Linked DNA regions of Rattus norvegicus: all the other regions are linked to region 3. The links are chromatin contacts, called in public Hi-C maps. All regions are on one chromosome and are shown on one strand. Each heading gives the region's core, a stretch centred on a gene start, on an enhancer-like site or on the middle of the called end of the contact. The rest is flanking DNA. Distances are from core to core; before and after follow the strand shown.

Evidence for each region. A called contact is a pair of places that touch in the nucleus more often than the background predicts.
Region 1: a Hi-C map of liver shows a contact between it and region 3, with 4 times the contacts expected there. The contact joins two enhancer-like sites. A contact is called at or near these places in 7 of 12 Hi-C or Micro-C datasets (the Rat2 cell line, frontal cortex, hepatocytes and 4 more).
Region 2: a contact with region 3 is called in a Hi-C map of mammary epithelial cells, with 3 times the contacts expected there. The contact joins two enhancer-like sites. A contact is called at or near these places in 4 of 12 Hi-C or Micro-C datasets (frontal cortex, liver, mammary epithelial cells and 1 more).

What each region holds. Positions count from the first base shown.
Region 1 is chr9:69,767,141-69,771,682 of GRCr8, reverse strand. No RefSeq gene overlaps it. Among named protein-coding and RNA genes, the nearest start is that of Ctla4, 44 kb to the left of the region's middle. Within about 2 kb of position 1,637, at least 26 of the 93 cell types and tissues checked have an H3K27ac peak or open chromatin away from gene starts, as enhancers often do. A contact at or near this core is called in liver, where this site is marked.
Region 2 is chr9:69,865,578-69,870,148 of GRCr8, reverse strand. It overlaps a transcript of Icos not described here. Among named protein-coding and RNA genes, the nearest start is that of Icos, 9.9 kb to the left of the region's middle. Within about 2 kb of position 1,893, at least 1 of the 93 cell types and tissues checked has an H3K27ac peak or open chromatin away from gene starts, as enhancers often do.
Region 3 is chr9:69,422,595-69,426,762 of GRCr8, reverse strand. It overlaps Raph1 (Ras association (RalGDS/AF-6) and pleckstrin homology domains 1), which reads left to right. Exons shown (of 14, transcript NM_001108798.2): 5 at 2,438-2,515; 6 at 3,047-3,206. It also overlaps a transcript of Abi2 not described here. Among named protein-coding and RNA genes, the nearest start is that of Raph1, 59 kb to the left of the region's middle. Within about 2 kb of position 2,127, at least 5 of the 93 cell types and tissues checked have an H3K27ac peak or open chromatin away from gene starts, as enhancers often do. A contact at or near this core is called in liver, where this site is marked.

The DNA.
Region 1 (4,542 bases), core at 388-2,887, 350 kb before region 3:
ATATGAGAGAACAGTGAGGCTTTGTCTTCTGAGAGGCTCATTTCACTTTGCATGATGATCTCCAGTTCTACATCTTCCTGAAAATGAAACAATGCAGTCTTCACTATGATTGAACAAAACTTCACCACATATGTGATGATGCATATCATATATATTACATATTACATATCATATATATCACCGTCTTTATCATCCAGTAATGAGCATCTAAGTTGGCTTCTTGACCACTGAGAATAGCGTATAGATAAACATGGATGTGCAGGTATCTCGGAGTTATGCTGACTTAGAGTCCTCAGTTACTCAGTCTGGAGTGGTGTGGCTAAAGCATGTAGGAACTGTATCCTTGGCTGTGCTTCTCTGGGAACCTCTGCACAGATTTCCACAGTCACTGCCCCGGTCTCCAGTCTCGTCAGCTGTAAAGAAGGACTCCTTTCTGCCACCCTCTCCTCCGGTCAGCATTTGCTGATTTCTTGGTGACAGGAGAAAGAAGGATCTCAGTGTTGTCTTATTTTGCATTTCCCCAGTGGCTAAGGATGCTGGGCATTTTCTCATTTATTCTCTGCCAATTTGTATTTCTTTAACTCCCTCTTGAACTGCAGTCATGGAACATACAGGGTGGATGATCTTCTCCATCCCTTAAGACTCTTTCCTTTTAAAATCCACTTCATCCCCCTCAAAGCCTCCCCAAATTTCCCTCCATTTGGTGCCTTTCCTTCCTCCATGGATGCTAAGAATATCATCGGAACAATAGAAAGCAGCGGTCACTCCAGCCTCTACCCTCCCCCCCCCCTTTGCAGTCAGCCGTGGGAAAATGCAAGCTTCCCTGGGCTTTTAAATGATGCCTGGGTCATTTAATGTCAGGGGGAAGAATTTCTTGGCTATTAAAAATACATTAACAACTGGGATCCAAGATCTGTGTCTCCTCATGCAATGACATCACTGTGCAATGCTCACCCCCTCCCATTTCATTCCAAAGATATAATTATTGATACTCACAAAAACTGTTGAATCTACAAAGCAATAAGAAACCGCTTTAGTAGGCACGAGGGAGGGAGGGAGAGAGAGAGAGAGAGAGAGAGAGAGAGAGAGAGAGAGAGAGAGAGAGAGAGAGAGAGAGAAAGGACACAACTAATTGATAAAATTCAACAATGGGCTCTCATAGCCTATTCTTACAGTTGCAATGAAGCACGCCGGCCAATAGATGGCAGGCACTGACTGCTCCACAAATGTCTAGTTCCCACCCACATTGAATCAGCCACGTCTAAATTTGCTGTGTCAGGGTGGGATTTTCAGAACCATCCATCCTTGCTACATCCACCAGACGGGTGCTGCAGTTTCTGTCTCTCCACAGCTGTATGGTCACAGAAGAGACCTTGCATTGCGACACATTAAGAAGCCCTTTCTGTTGTTGATGCCCAAGTCCTCAGACAAGGCTGAAGTTCGTCCCACTCTATCTACAGTGGCCAGTCTACGTGTTCTTCAAAATAATGCCCCCTCTTCCTTGTGTATGTCCTTGTCCTTGAGCTTCTCCACATCGTCCACTGTCCCCTCAGCTTTATAGCTCAGACCTAGCCATGATCTATACGGTTATGTTTGCCCTGGTGATGATAGCTTTCCAAGCCTGACCTTTGCCTCAGCACAGGGTGCTTGGTAGAACTAGATAGAAGTCTGCAATCTGTAGGTGAGGAAGAAGGCAGCATGGACTTAGCATGTTCCAGCCTTGTGATCCTGGGACAAAGATAAAATCCAGGGAGGAGCTTTTCAACACACCTGACTGTATCTATCCATTCCTCCTTTGTCTGTCCGAAATTTATTTTGAGTCTACTAGTTTTGTTTGGGAGTGGTGCCTGTTTTCTGCTGGAGTTCAAATCCAGGGCCTCACAAATGCTAGGTAAGCACCCTGCCCCCGAGCCACACACCTGCCCTTTGGTTCTAGTCCTCGGAGTTACAGCTGTGACACATTATTAACTGCGGCTGCGTCGAGAGCTTACATCATCCTATTGTCAACACCGCCAACTCCGCTCCACACACAGAACATTGACATGACGCCCAGATGTCGTTGCAGGAGCACTACTAACAAACTTGGCGTGACTCTAGCAAACCCGTGAAGTAAATTGTTGGTCTCGATTCCCAATTTATCTGTGAGGAAACCAAGGCACAAAGACATTAAATAATTTTGAGGAAAGCCACATGGATTGCCAGGATTTGTGCTGCAGTCACCTGTCCGGAGGCATTACATCCTTAGCAACTGTGCTAAGCTACACCGGGAACTAGCAGTGAGGCACAGAAAGAACTAACTCATCCTCTCTGCCTGTCAAAATGGTGACAGGCTGGCTTGAAGGTGAACGTGAGCTTTAGCTCCTGCCTGAAACATCCTCCTATGGGTCTTTACAAGTCCACACTGGGGGCTGGGGATTTAGCTCAGTGGTAGAGCGCTTACCTAGGAAGCGCAAGGCCCTGGGTTCGGTCCCCAGCTCCGAAAAAAAGAACCAAAAAAAAAAAAAAAAAAAAAAACCACAAGTCCACACTGGCCGAAATAATCCAGTACAGACTTGGTAAGGTTACACAAGCACGAAGGAAGGTTCCAAGAGCTAGGAGTTAATTAGCACAGGTCTCACTACCGAGAGAAGAAGGCTGGGATATGACACTGACTTAGCCTCTGGTCTATGCTTCACATTTTAAAACTAAGAGTAATTCATCATAATAACTACAGAATCTTCCAGGGGAATCTGCTAGACATTACGGGGAGCAGCTTTGACAACTGAGAGGGGCGTGGGGTCCCTCCAAAAACAACAGTGTACACCAGAGCTTCAGTGTTATATCAAACCATGCCTGTAGACACTAGATACAACATAAAATGTAAAGTGCGCTTGGCAGCTACTCAGGAGTTAAAAATAAAATTACCACATGACCCAGTCCACAGTATATACTCCTCCCCCAAATAGATTAAAACAGAGGCTTTACTTATATGTTAATATTCCTAGCAGCCTATGCATAATAGCCCCAAATGAGAAACAACCAAAGTGTCTCCCAACTGATGAAGTTTTTTCAAATGCTTTTTTTTTGTCTGCGTGACAGAATGCAAATTCCTGCTATAAAAGGAATGAAGTTCTGGTGTGTGGTTCAACAGGCATAGACTTAGAGAACACTAGACAAGGTAAAATAAAGAAGACATGGGAACCGTCATGGGTGTCCTGGTAGGCGGTAACAAATTCATAGAGACAGAAATAGAGGTGAAGAGTGTCTGAGAGGAAGGAGACTGGACACTGCTGTCTACTAGGCACAGAGGTACCATTTGGGATGGAGGTTCTGCAAACAGTAGTGGTAACAGTTACTCACGTTGTAAATGTGTTTAATGTCAATGAATGCTGCACATAAAATGGCCAAAAGAATAACATTTGTGTTATATTGTACCACAATTAAAAAATTAGTTTAAAAAGAACCCGAAGTATCTAGGACATTTCTTTGAGATTTTCAATTACTTAAGCCATATCCATTTTCTTCTTTTTCTTGACCAACGTAACCTTGATCTATAGGGGTAACATTGTGTCCCAGAGGAAAATGTTTTTTTTTCCCCATAGTCGCTGAAGGCAACAGTAGCTACATGTCCAGAGTGATATAAGCTTTCTAGGGAAAGAGGAGGGATTCTGGGGGAGTTCCTTGAAAATTGAGGATAAGAGACATACATTTACCTGGTGTACAGAAAAACAGATGGCAGAAAGAAAAGAAGCTGAAGGACCGGGGAACCCGGGGAGCTGCTGTGGCTTTTGTGGAATGCTGACGGCTGCCTTTGGAGTCCTGGAGAGGAAACACCCCTGGCTCCTGATTTTTGTCCCAGATGTCCACTGCTAAACACAGCTCCTAATCGGCTCACCACATCAGCCGCTGTGTTTGTTGTAGCCGCTGGTTTTGTTATGAGGGGCTCACTACAGAGTAGGGTTGACAACGTCAGAAAGACTTAGGAAACTGAAGACTTAGTACGAGTTAGTCATCAGCCTAATTGATACTTATTTGGAGCTAAAGAGCCGAGTAAACCTCCTTGCCTGTCTCTCTGCTACAGATGCAGTTCTAAAACACGGAGACACCAATTCCTGTCCCCTGGGGCAACCATGTTGATCGATGAGCTTCATCAGTGAGCTCAAGTGTGAAGACTCTGTTTTTGCCAGAAGGGAGAGACAAGGAAGTATTCTCTCCTGCTCCCTGCTACATCCAAGGGGAAGCCAGTGGGCTTCCTAACCCATGTCAGAGTTAAATGAACACAGCGAGGGGATAAGCAGACAGATGCCTTATTGTTGTTGGGATGGTCGATCCTCCACCTCACAGCACAGCTGACTTCCTGTTTCCTTGACCTTCACCTCTACTCCACCTTGCCAGTGACTTCCTGGTGTGTCCTGAACCTTCTCCACTTTCGTTCTTCAGCATCCTGATGCTGGAGGCATAGTGTCTATGGAAGCGCCCATGGCTTCAGGGAACTTCAACACTGGAGATGTTTTATATGCATACGCCTATTGGCCCAACAATTCTGTCCTTAGACATGAATCC
Region 2 (4,571 bases), core at 644-3,143, 440 kb before region 3:
GACCCCATCACCATGAAGATTGGAGACTGGAACCTCTAAGGCTTGCTGGCCTAACTCCTAACTGAGAAATCCCACCTCAAGGAACAAGGTAGACTTAATAGAGAAAGACTGACATTGTCCTCTGCCCTCCAAGTGTGTACAGCACACAGGTACACATACATAAACACACATATGTTCACACACATATACATATGAACAAAAGTAAAATATTATATAAAAGAAAACTGTGTAGAAATTATAACAGAACAAAAAGCTAGATGCCAGAATCTTGATGAAATTAAATCTTAATTACATTTTAATCTTAATTAAAATGCTAACATTTCAAAAGTTATATTTTCTTTGTGCTTTTCTAAATTTTAAAAATATTTCTGAATCATGTATTATTCAGTGAGAATAAGATGCATTGAATGTTAGTGAGGGGTGTTGTTAAAGTTTGGTGACTCTTCACTGTGCATACAGGAGTAGAGTGCCTTAAACATAAAGAACAAAGGTAATCATATTGCTAACAATGAGCTTTTTATTTTTTTAAAGAATTATTTATTTCATGTATGTGAGTACACTGTAGCTGTCTTCAGACACACCAGAAGAGGCATCAGATCCCATTACAGATGGTTGTGAGCCACCATGTGGTTGCTGGGAATTGAACTCAGGACCTCTGGAAGAGCAGCCAGTGCTCTTAACCACTGGGCCATCTCTCCAGCCCTACAATGAACTTGAGAATATGCCCAGAAAATGTTCTCATTTGCTTGGCTGTTAGTTCCACTGCACCTCACTATTTTCATTGTGAACCTGAGGCTTATTGCTCCTTTCTCCCCAAAACCTCCATGTTCAGCCTCCTGGCCCTTTAAACTCCCCAATAATCCCACCCCTTATATAACTGAGTGTCAGACCCCTACATACCTACTTGTGACTCTCGGGAGCACAGAGAATCTACTAATTCATAAGCGATTTTATGTGTAAAAAAGAGGGTTTCATAGGTATAGTTCTGTATTTGGATACGGAAACAGGAAGATGGATGGCGCATCAGTTAACATGCTTGCCACACATGTTGGTATTATGTCTAAGCTCCACCCCACAGCTACCTGGCAACAGCCAGGTATGCCTGACTATATAAGGGGCTGCTTGCCCCTCCCCATTCCCTCTTGCTCTTTGCTCTCTTCTCTTCCCTGTTCTTCCTTTGTTCCTTCTCTCTCCTATTCCCCTCCCCGTTGCTTCCTTCCACTTGCTCATGGCCGGCCTTTACTTCTCCCCTCTTCTACTCCTCTTCTCTCATTAAACCTCTCCACATGGAATCATGTGGGTTTGGTGTGTTCTGTCTGGACACAAGCCAAGATTTAAACCCCAACAACACAAGCAAGAGGACTAGACTTTGGATCCCCGGAGTCCATGCAATGGCAAAGTAGGTGTGGGGACTCAGCTGTAATTCCAGTTTCAGAAAGCAGAGATAAAGGATCCCTGGAAAATCTGGCCTCACCATAGTATCAAGCTCTGGGTTTGACTGAGAGACACTGCCTCAGTCAAGAAAGATTCCCAAGATGAACCTCAGCCAAGCACCCCCACCACACACGCAAATACACACACATGTGCACGCACACACACACACATACAAACACACACACACACCATATGTACATGAAAAGAAAACAATTTTAAAATTCCAGATGTAAAATTATTGAGCGTTTCAAATTATCAATGCCCCCTTTCATTTCTGAACTGTTGTTTTATGTCTTGGGTAGACTGCCTTGTGATTTAAGAAAGTCACATGGAACTAGGTCTTCCCCTGTTCTTGACTTCTGAACCACTTGAAAATCAAAGCAAGGCTCTCTCAAAAGTTGGCAGGCCATGACAGGACCTTGAAGGAGGTAAATAGATATCTGCTTGAGGCTCGAGTTATGGCAAGAAAGGTCAGAGCTGCCTGAAAAGCTTAGTGGGGAAGATGCTGTGAAACAGCCCAGAATGCCTTAGTTAGAGGCAAATGGAAGGACTGTTGGAAGGCGGGAAAGTTATTTGCATGGCATGGGGCTGGGCACACAACACCTTAGCACATGATATGCTCACAGGAACAGCTCTGTGCAGACAGATAATATTATAATCTCCATCTCATTAACACAGGGGCCTGTCTCAGAGAAGTTGCTTTACGATAAGCTGTGACCATGGCTGGAACCCAGACAGACCTGCTTCTATGTTAGCACTCTTCGTGTGCTGGGAAGGAAAGAGAAGCAAAGGCTCTGGGGTGTAAGAATTGGCCCTGAAAGTTTGCTTACAGTCCCATCTCTCAGAGGCTATGCTGCCTAAGGAATGCAATTATAAATAACCTTGGACATGGCTAACCACTCTCTGTTCCTCTAATTATAGACACGCAGAAGTATCCATAGCTCTTTGGTTTTGGAGTTTGATAAGCCATGTGGGTATATAAATATTAACAAAGTTTTTTGACAGGTACAGTTATAAAGCCATGAATATTAATGTCACACTTTATTATCCAACTTCCCTGTTTAAATCAGATTAGTTCAGAACAGGATTACTAAGTTTGGAATCAAAACCAAGTTGGACTCCCCAGCTCAGGGCATAAGTGGTTTTCTCAAATGGTTTTCTCAAAATCTCCCAAGGAACATGCAGGAAGGGAGTGTCTTAGGGTTTTACTGCTGTGAACAGACACTGTGACCAACACAACTCTTATAAGGACAACATTTAAGTGGGGCTGGCTTACAGGTTCAGAGGTTCAGTCCATTATCATCAAGGTGGGAGCACGGCAGCACCCAGGCAGGCATGGTGCAGGCAGAGCTGAGAGTTCTACGCCTTTAGCTGAAGGCTGCTAGTGGAAGACCGACTTCCAGACAGCTAGGGCTAGGGTATTAAAGCCCACACCTACAGTGACACACCTACTCTAACAAGGCCATACCTCCAAATATTGCCACTCTGTGGTCCAAACATACAAACCATCACAGAGAGGAAGTAAAAGGAGACTGCCAGAGTGATACTAAATTTCATTCTGAAGAGTGTGTTTTAGAGAGAGAAAGGTGAAGATGATTACTAGGCCTGCCACAGTATAAAGGTATAATCATTTAATCACTCTGGAAAACATGCAGACAGTTCGATGGAACAGAATCAGGTACCTGTGGACACAAGACTTTAAGGCTTGATAAAGCATGTTATATAGACTCATGCACTGGTACCAGAAACCAGGTTCTGAGAAACCAGCTTATCAAAAACTGGACTTGTTACCAGCCTTAAGCTTGACGGGTAGGCTTGGCACTGGTTGTCTGAAGCAGATCCCAGGCTCAGAGTCCAATCCCTCCCCCTGCTCTTAACATTTCTGTGAGTTTCTCATAACCATAAGGCTGCATCCATGCATAAAACTCCAGGTATGGCTGCATATGCCTGTAGCCCCAACATAGTGCAGCAAAGACAGGCGTTTCCTGAGAACTCAGTGGTCAGCAGACTAACCAGAAGAGCAGCTTCCTATTCCACAAGAGATCCTGTCTCTAGGAAGAAGGATGGAGAGTAGTGGAGAAATTCACTTAACATCTGTTCTGGTCCTCCATGTGTGAATGCGCCATACACACACAGAGAGCACACACCCATATACACACATGTACATATACACATGCACGAACACACATGCACAGACATGCATGCACATACATACACAGAGGACACACCTATATACACACATGTACGTATACACATGCACAAACACACATGCATGTACCGTACACACACAGAAAGAGTACACATCCATATACACATATGTACATAAACACATATACGCACATACATGCATCACACACATGTACATGCATCACACACATGTACATGCATAAATGAAATGAAATAGCACCAATGAATAAATCCCTTGGTTTGATAGTAATTAAAAAAGAATAACTATCATGTAACCTTATAAATCAGAAATATAGAATTAATATGTATCTTAAAACAAAACTATTACATTAAGAATCAGGAAATGTTAAATAATAAACTAAAAGTGCTATCTTTGCTTCAATAATTAATCTGGGCGAGATTCTTTTAGTCTGAGGATAAAGAGAACCCATAGTACCAATATTAGAAAGGAAAGGAGCATAGATACTAATGAGTCTTATCTTAATTTTAAAGGAAATGCAACACCAAATAAATACCACATAACTTTTAAAAACATGCCAGGAGTTGCTAATTTTCTAGAACACATAAAATTCGCAGAGAAACGGGAAAATGGAACAGACTATGAACCTGTGAAGAAATCGGAAACAGAACTAAGGAAAGGACCAGCTCAGGATTGAAAACAGACCACCCTACAAACGAACCTCAGTGGCCCTCAAAACACAGAGTTTCCAGGGTATGTAAAGTGGTCTGGAATCAAAATCTGGCATTGTGAGGCTGACATAGTATTAATAGGAAGGTATAACCAAGACGAATCAGAGGCAAACCATGGACCATGAGCATACATGCATACATATGTATTTAAGTACTTAATAGATCTAATTTAGCAGCTTATTAAAGAAAATTCACCATATAAAATCAATCCAAATGGCCCAAATGTAGGCAGTTCTCTTTCTCTTTCTTTCTTTTTTTCT
Region 3 (4,168 bases), core at 878-3,377:
GCGCTCTACCACTGAGCTAAATCCCCAACCCCACCTTGCTTCCTTCTTAACCCTGACAATCACTGATCCTTTTTACTGCCCTTTCCAGAGCACAATATACTTGCAATTAATTATATAGTATGTAACTTTTATAGATTGAATTCTTTTATTTATTAATCTGTGGGCCCACAGTGCCCATTTATTGCTTTTATAGTTCATTTCTTTTTAGTGCTGAATAATATTTAATTGCCAGGATGCACCATACTTTTTCTATTCACTTACCAGAGGAAATCTTTGTTGTTTCCAAGATTGGGTGATTCTGAATAAAGCATCTACAAGCATCCATGTGCAGGCATTTGTAGACAGAAATTTGCACTGATTTGAGTGAGCACATAGAAGCATGACTACTGGGCCATGTGGCAATGATGCATGTAATTTTGTGAGAATCAGCCAAATTGTCTTCCGAAGGGGCTAGATTATTGTTTCCTTCTCACTAGCAGTGAGCAGCAGTCCTACATCCTCACCAGCATTTTGTGCTGGGGTGTTGGATTTGGGGCATAGTAAACGTATAAGACTTAACTTGCACTTTCTGGGTGCTAAGGACTATCAACCATCTTTTCATGTTTTCCTGAAGCAATAGCTCAATGCTTAAGAGTTGCTGCTGTTCCAGAGGACACAGGTTCTATTCCCAGAACCCACATAGTGGTTCACAACCATCTGTAGTTCCAGATCCGAGGACCCCAGTGTCCTCTTCTGAACTCTGCAGGCGCCACACATGTGCGGTGCACATACATATATACAGGCCAAGTATATATATACACAAGTATTTTACATACATAAAATATTTTACTTCAAATATTTTACTTTTAGAAGTTTGTGTTTATATTTCAAATATATAAAGCATCGATTCCAATGCCTTCTCCCCCAATAGACTTTAAATTTACTTTTCAGAGATGTACATAAAATGTATAAGAGAATAGATTGGTTAAAAAATTTACATTAAAATTCATCTATTGCTTTATGATGCGATTTATTTGTTTAAAGGAAAGGACTGGGTTATATAATCTTTTAGTCAGAGGAATATGTCTATAATAATCTAAGAACTAAGTATTAATTCTCTTTATTATTAAAATAAAGATCTTTGTTCTTTGACTGTTGGGTTCACAGATAGTGTTTCCAGGTCTTGGTCAGTCTGTTGATTCAGTAGCTCCACGCATTGAAAGGGATCCAATTTCTGGCCCATGAGCCTTCCCCTGCCCTGCCTCTCGGGTCCATGGTCAGTAACTTAAGCTTGCAAAGAGAGACATCGCAGTAGGAAGTGGAAATAGAAGGAAGCTTGCAGGACTTTGGTGACTAGGGAAAATCAGTAAATAAATCTAGCTTTTTCCCTACCCTGGAAGGGTTAGTTCTTTATGAAAACTGACACATGGATTGCGACATTTCAGGCACAATCCAGAGAGGATAAACTATTGCTGATATAATTAGGCTTTCCTTTGTTTTTTAAAGGAAAGGATTAAAGGATTTTAGAAGATGGCAATTATATAGATATTTTAATGTTTTGTACTCAGAAATAGAAAATAAATCTTTATAAACAGAAGTTTACTTACATGAGTTTTCTTTTTAAATTGGAAATTACAGCTACAGTGTTTATTATGGCCTATTGCTGGAACTTATTAGTAAGTACTAGTGTTGAATACTGTATTCTATTAGAAAAAATGGACAATGCTTTATTTTTAGTTCTTTATAATTTTTACGAGAGTTTATAATCTTAGAATTACTTACAATCGTGTTATTTGTAAAGTTATACTTAGCATTTACGAATAGACTTATTGACAGATTAATAAATTTTAATTTACTGATTGTGCTGCATGATTTTCTAAATCAGTAAAACTTAAAATATAAGGCAGCCTCTTGTTTGTATTAGCATATTGGTAAGAATTAATATTTGTACATATACTTTTTGTTGAGGCCTTTATATTTTTATAACAAAGTAGATTGGTTTTGCTATATATATTTTTCCAAAGATCTTAAATTTCCAATGTAACAAAACAAAACACTGTGCAGAAATCTTGCATAACCTCTGGAGGGAGTCTGAATTGAAAGTTGTGTGAGCGTGGCAAATAGGCCAGCAGGAGGAGCTCGTCCGCAGCATTTCCCTAAACCCAGAGCTTGAAAGCTGTTTGCCTTGTGTTGTCAGAATCGAAGTTGGTGTATTACGTGACAGGTGTCTTTCTTTTTCTCTGGAATATGGAAGCTAATCCTGTTGCTGAGCCTGTGCTCTCTTCTTGTGACATGTCTGTTTCATTCTGTGAACAGAGCCACTTTAGAATTGTGCTTTCTATACATGTGCTGCATTGTGTTCTTAATATAGTTCCCTACCAGCGCCATGAGGATGAAGCCTTTGCTGGTCTCCTCACCCTGTGAGCAGCAGTTTATCTGAAATGCTTTGTGTTTGCAGGAAGAACAGGCAGCAAAACTGAAAGCTGAGAAGATCCGAGTTGCTCTGGAGAAAATTAAAGAGGCTCAAGTGAAAAAGGTGACTTGTGGCTCTTTGCTGGGTTTGAAATATTTATCTTAAGGTTTTTCTTTTTTTTGTCCTGTTTTGCTTTATGAAGAATTTTCTTGTTTATATACAATGTTTCTCTAATTTATGAAAAGGTAAAACTATATTCTCCCTGATATCTTTTCACATGTGGGTTTTGTGTGTGAGATGCTTTAAGAAAGTGAGCCTTTGTTTCTAGGCAGGTCCTGGAGTGCTTGACTCCAGAGGCCCACTGCTTACAGCATATCTCATCTGTATTATCCCTCTGATATGATAAGGTTTCTTGCTACTTCCAAAACAAAAGTCAGTAAGACGGAATCATCTTAGCACAATATTTTAAAGGGCTTAAAACATATTTAGGTAGGTTTCTTGATATTCCGATTTTTACCTGTAATAATAGTGTCAGAGTAGTCATTTCTTAATTTATATTTAAAGATATGAATCAGAATGCTATTTAATATTTGAAAAATACTTTTCTAGAATTCCATTTAAGTTACCATTTAATTGCATTTTTACCTGTTGCAGCTGGTGATCAGGGTCCACATGTCTGATGACAGTTCTAAAACAATGATGGTGGATGAGAGACAGACAGTGAGACAAGTGCTGGATAACCTGATGGACAAATCTCACTGTGGCTACAGTTTAGACTGGTCGCTGGTGGAGACAATTTCTGAGTTACAAATGGGTTAGTAATGCCTCTGATTTAATTGTTTATTAGCATCTATGTGACCTCAAACCTTCATATTGACAGAAACATTTTGAGACATTATGTTTTTTCATATAAAATTATCAGGCACTTTATCATTTTTAAATCTTGCTTTTTGACATTTTTCCTAGTGTATCTGGAGAGTTCTTTGAATAAAAGATGAAATTCAATTCACAGCATTTTTTTAAATCATTAAAGCAACAGTTTTAACGATAACAGATGCTTTTTCTTTGGAATAAGAGTTGCATAAATAAATTTACTAAAACTATTATTAAATATTTTTACATTTTCATTTATTTTATATATCTGCATTTATGTATATATGTCATGTGCATGGAGAAGCCAAAAGAGAGTGTCAGGTCCTCAGGCACTAGAGTTAGAGGTGGTTTTGAGTTTCCTCATGATGGTGCTAAGAATTGAACCTGGATGCTCTATAAGAACAGCAAGAATTCTTGATGCTAAGCCGTCTCTCCAGCCCAATACTGTTATTTCCTAGGCTTTGTACACAAGTCTTTAAGGAAAAATAAAGCACATCAACAAATTTCAAAGAACACTTTTAGCATATGTTCAGTAGTGTGTGTGTGTGTGTGTGTGTGTGTGTGTGTGTGTGTGTGTGTATTTTAGTCTGACACACACCACCATCACCACCACCACCACCCTGAACCCATGTTTAAAGAAACACACCCAGTCACAACATGCATCAATAATTCCAGCAGTGGGGAGACAGACAAAGGGGGGTAGTGGAGCTTGCTAGCCAGTCAGTGTCCTGAACTGGTGGTCTTCATGTTCAGTGAGAGACTGTTTTAAAATGTAATCTAGAAAGCAATTGAAGAAAATATCCATCATCAACCTCTGACCTCTACACTCACAAAGATTCTGTAATTCTAATGTGTTTTATCTTGCCTTTCATGTAATTTGGAAGAATACTAACAAAAGGCTGG